Regions from separate parts of the Mus musculus genome. Here region 2 is linked to region 1. The links are chromatin contacts, called in public ChIA-PET maps. All regions are on one chromosome and are shown on one strand. Each heading gives the region's core, a stretch centred on a gene start, on an enhancer-like site or on the middle of the called end of the contact. The rest is flanking DNA. Distances are from core to core; before and after follow the strand shown.

What was found. ChIA-PET counts read pairs in DNA pulled down with a chosen protein or histone mark.
Region 2: an RNA polymerase II ChIA-PET map of effector CD8 T cells shows a contact between it and region 1, with 9 read pairs. The contact joins two enhancer-like sites. A contact is called at or near these places in 2 of 115 datasets of contacts at active chromatin or transcription factors (effector CD8 T cells and microglia).

Annotation. Positions count from the first base shown.
Region 1 is chr10:117,827,823-117,830,406 of GRCm38.p6, reverse strand. All of the region lies in intron 1 of Rap1b (RAS related protein 1b), which reads left to right. Among named protein-coding and RNA genes, the nearest start is that of Rap1b, 17 kb to the left of the region's middle. Within about 2 kb of position 1,281, at least 54 of the 459 cell types and tissues checked have an H3K27ac peak or open chromatin away from gene starts, as enhancers often do. A contact at or near this core is called in effector CD8 T cells and microglia, where this site is marked.
Region 2 is chr10:118,469,251-118,471,834 of GRCm38.p6, reverse strand. No RefSeq gene overlaps it. Among named protein-coding and RNA genes, the nearest start is that of Ifng, 29 kb to the right of the region's middle. Within about 2 kb of position 1,309, at least 62 of the 459 cell types and tissues checked have an H3K27ac peak or open chromatin away from gene starts, as enhancers often do. A contact at or near this core is called in effector CD8 T cells and microglia, where this site is marked.

The sequences.
Region 1 (2,584 bases), core at 32-2,531:
ATAGCAGATATGTAACTTACAGTAAATTGGCTGCTAACCATTGCAGATTGTATCAGCAGATAAAGCTAGGGCTAGAGAGAACTCAACAGTTAAAAGCACGTGCTGCTCTTGCAAGACCTGGGTTTAGTTTCCAGTGTCCACATGAAAGCTCACAACTTTGTAACTTCCATTCCAGAGGTGAGGAACTTAGACAATATACATATATTCATGCAAGCAGTCGTACACATAAAATAATCTTAGAAAAATAAGACCAAGTAGAACATAACTGTTCAACATGCCCCTACACCTGATGGCATTGCCGGAAGCAGAGCTGGCAGCTAAATACACTGATTGCACAGGTAGTCTCAGAACTTCAGAGAGGTTGACATGATAAAGAGGATCCGGATTTAGGCCAGGCTAGGCACAAGGCCCTGTAAGAAAGGAAGAGAGCAGGAACAGAAACCAAAACCAAAAATACGCATGCTTGCTGAGGCAGGAGGATAGTGTTCCAGGCCAGCTTGGGCTATGTGAGAGTTTGTCTTACACAGAAACATTAATGCCGCCTTGTGATCATGGAAACTCAAGTATATAATGGACTTGTGTGTTTGGTTCATCTTCCTGTGTCATACTTTTTCTTTGTCAAAAATAAGTCTGCACAAAATGCAGTGGAGAATGGAAGATCCTGATGGGTCACCAGTACTGATTGCCTCCTCCCAGACCGTTGCCTTTACAATTGGATGCTTTTTGTTTCATTTCCTTTCTTGAGGTCTATAGTCTAGCCCATACTGGCATAAACCCTAGATCCTCCTGTCTCAGCCTCCTGACTAGTGAAATTACCGACATGCCACCACATATATCATAGCTAAAATGTGTGTGAGTGCAGGCATGTGTGTGGCACACCTTGACATGCAGAGGTCAGAGAACGGCCTCCAGTGTCAGTCCTCATCTTCTAGCTTGTTTGAGACTAGGACCTTTTGTTGTTTGCCACTACCTTTGCAAGACTAGTTGACTTGCAACCTCTGGGGACCCTGTCTGCCTTCATCTTGCTGAAGAGCACTGGAGTTACAGATAGTGGCTACAGTCCCCAGCCTTTGTATGGGTGCTGGGAGTCAAACTCAGGTGTCACAGCTGACTGGCAAGTGCTTCAGCCATGTGTCTCCTCAGCTTTTAGAGTCCATGTGTCTCCTCAGTGCTGCTTTTAGAGTTCCTTGGCTGTCTGAAGTCAAGCACTGTGAACAGCTAGGTAGCTAGGATCTCTAGAACAGCGGGTTAATATTCACTCTCTGCTTACTTACTGTGTTGCTCAGTCGCTTAACATTTTGGGCACTGTGTTTCATTTGATCTTCGAAACTCTGAAGGGATTCTGTTAATCCTATCCGTTAAGGAAGTGACACATACAGAAAGGCCAAATAATGACAAAGGTCATGCCCAGTCCAGCATTAACTTTTACTGTATTTTTCTAGTTTATCATAAAAATTACCTTAAACCCTTCCTGTCATAGTCTACTATCTATAGCAAGTAGTAAATTAATATTCATAATGCAGTTATCTAAACTGTCCTGCACAGGAAGCCTGACAAGTAAGTGCACTTGCCTGGAGAGCTAGCAACGTGTCTAATAAGAAAAAAGGGTTGGGTTGTTTGTTTTGGATTTTTGTTTGTTTGTTTTGGGTCAGGGCCTTGTTTATCTGGTCACTCGGCTGAGAGAAGCCTGTAGTGCAGTTAATGCATTCCCTGCAATCAGGTCCTGAACGCAAAGGTGACGTGTGTAACAGAACTGGAAGACATGGTCTTGAGTTGCAGGTCAGGTTTTGTTCCTGAAGATTTCAGTAAAAGATTTGGCAGGATTGGTTGGGATTATAGCTCTATTTACTGGAACTGTTAATACTAACCCATGAAGTGGTAGGAGAGACCTTTTCCCTATTTGTGGTACTAAATCTGGTCAGAACGGACAGAATGCTGTAAGCAGCTTCATGTTGGTTGGTTCTTCGTTATGTTTGGTTTGTGAGGCCGCCTCACTGTGGCCCCGACTCCCCCGTCCTGCTGCCTCAGCTTCCCAAAAGCAGAGGCTCCACTACACCTGGCTAAGAGTTTTATTTTTGACAGGAATCTGGGCCTCTTTTTTTCTTGAAAGATAATTTTTAAACCTGCTCAGTCCTGAATTCTGTTACTGTGCCCAGCAGGTTAGGCTGTGTGTCCTGACACTGAATTAGTTAAAGTTTTTGGAAGCGAAAGGAGACGTTGGTGATCATCAGGAACCGTTGCGGTGCTACTTTGGGACTTGGAGGCGGAAAGAAGTCAGGCATCATCTCACTTGCAGAGTTTAGTGGGAGAAGTAGCATCCCTTGACATCAGGAACTAGTAGTTAAGGGGTTTTACTTAGCCCTTTGTAATTTAACATCGAAGAATTCCAATTGAGGGAGGAGAGTTAAACTAAACAACTTGAGGATAAGAAAACTGCTTGTTACCGACATTCTAAGGGGAGCATTTGTAGCTACTTGTAGACTCTTTGGCATAGAATTTTACTGGAAAAATAATCAGGCATAATCAGGCCTTTAAAATCTTGCTTTTTGAGGCTGAAGAGATGACTCTGTGAGTTAACATACAC
Region 2 (2,584 bases), core at 60-2,559, 640 kb before region 1:
ATAACAAGAAAGTATCTCAGTTCTGAAATCACAGGAACGACACTCGGGACCTGAGTCTCCTGTACCTAATTGCCTTACCCTTCATATTGTATAAGGGCACTGGGTCCATGGGGAAAAGATACCCTGAGACCTGAGACCGGGTTGGCTAAAGGCTTTGCAGATGCTGGTACGCATGTAATTCACAGACATACATACATATCTAGGTAACTCCTTCCTAACAACTGTTTTTTTTTTTTTTCTTTTTTTTTTTTTAGTGACCTCACCACTATTCCTTAGGCTGTATTCTAAAGAGTCCTTGGGTCTTAAGCCAAGCCCATCCCAGGCTTCACCCATCCAAACCCTTCTGTCTGCTGGCCCAAGAGGCACTCTTTGATATCCTTTAAGCAGGCATTAAACATTTGTAGGAATCAGGTATCTGGTACAGGGGGAAAGGAGACAATGTTTTCTTCATGGTTCCAATTTAATCCCAATTTAGTGAACAACTTATTAAATGGGCAGACTTTTCTATTTTTATCTTTGTGTGTGTACAAAATATAAGTCATATAGAGGGAGACAGAGAACGGAATAGAGCCCATTTAGCTTTGTTTAAATGGCACTCAAAACTTCATGGGTTAAGACCATGGATTTCAGTCATATCTGGTTCCATTCATTATCTTCAAGATTATTTATTTCATGCCCCCAAGCTCTAGCTGCCCTGATTAAAATATGGACATGCTAGTCAACGGTAACAGATGCCTCCAAAGGTAACAAAAATGCAAATAATTCATGAACCACATTTAGGAAAAGACCCAGGCCACTGTTTTAAGTGTTCAGCAAACACTACTTACCATGCCATGTATCAGTGTTCCTAAAATTTTGCACAATACAGAAACTGATGACTGGGGTATGACAAGGACAGGCCTAGAAAGGAAGTGACTGGCTGTATACTGAGCGATACGGTCACAGTGTTTTGACTTTGTCTCTTGCCACTTCCATCCTTTGCTTTCCTATAGCATGCTGGAAAATCAACCACAGCCAGTTTTACCACCCACACCCCAGCGGCTCTCTAAAGCTCTTCTCGAATGAGTCAGCACACAGCCAGGCATCTTGGTCACTCGTCGGAAGTACAAGGCTTGCAGGTTCCCAAACAGGCGGCGGCTGCTGCTGCTCTCAGTAAACACACTCTGGCAGCAAGGTGGGAGGCATCTGGTGGGAATCACAGGGAGGCATCTCCTTAGGTATGGGATATGGCTTCCTATTATATAGCGAAAAGAGCTGGAGGCTTCACAGTGACTGTGACAAATGTGAAATAAGCCCAAGTGGCCAGGGTGTTGCAAGGCTGCTCTGACTTGGTGGCTGGAGGAAGCTTGATTGGAGGAAGCATTGTCAGTCTGCCCACGGTTGCACCTTACTGTAAACACTGAAAACCCCAGTTTCACACCCGACGACTCCACATAACAAGCTGATCTGACTTCTCTTGGCTCTCTAGATTTTTCTCCTTCAGAAGGGGTAATTCTTTCGAAGCTGGAATGCTCAGACATTCTTACTTAGCAAAAGCTATGGGCAAGAACTCGAAAGTTCTGAGTGAAATTCCTGAAGCATATTGCACCAAAGGAAATGGACTTCCCACAAGTAAAATAAGAATCGTCTCCCTATCTAACAGGTCCTGAACCTTCGCAAAAAGTAAACTATATATGTGTGATATGTATACATATATATGTATATATATATATATATACATAGTGATATATATAGATATATAGATATACATACATACATATATATTATGCAAAGCCCTAATTAATGGAATACTCAAGGCAAGAAAGTGCTCTAGTCTTCAACCATGAGAGTTGTTAGTAAAAGACTGTTCTACAAATACATTCCACCACTGAAAGGGTGCACTGCAATAAAAATGGTGTTTTGAGGATTTGCAATGCTGAAATGAATGCACCAAAGACAGTTAAACAGTGTATATCTTTTTATTTTCATCATTTACATTCCAAAACTGCATTCTTGAAGAAGAAAAAAACTCTATTGAACTTCCAGTTGTGATTTATATTTTTAATGTGTTGACTTTTTTTAGAGGGACATTGGACTGAAACGTACTTTTTATGTGAAAAGGAACAATTCTATCTGTGGTTCCTGATAGAGAAGTTCAAGCAACTTGAAAAGTTAGATCCTTGCACAAACAAAACAAAACAAAACAAAACAAAACCCTGCATGAATAGTCATGGCACTGGGCCCCAGAAAAAAGGTTGGAAATCTTGACTTAAAAGAACAGTTATACCCACCTAGCACAGAAAGACTCTGGCATGGCTAGATTTGTCTTTAAGGCTAACCTATTGACCCCAAGGTCATAATGAAATGCCTGCACACACATAATCCTTGATAGAAGCCATCAGCAGACTACACTGGTTCCCACATCTTGACACAGACGGATGCTATTTATTTCTTGTCATTTTTTTTCTCTTCAGCCCACTGCTTTCTAAGTTCTGTTTCCTACACTCACTGGCACCTCTGACACTATGTCTTTTAAAGGTTAGTGGTGACCACAAACTGGCAACTCAGGGGACTGGTTTCCAGTCTGGGCACTTGCCAACCTGCC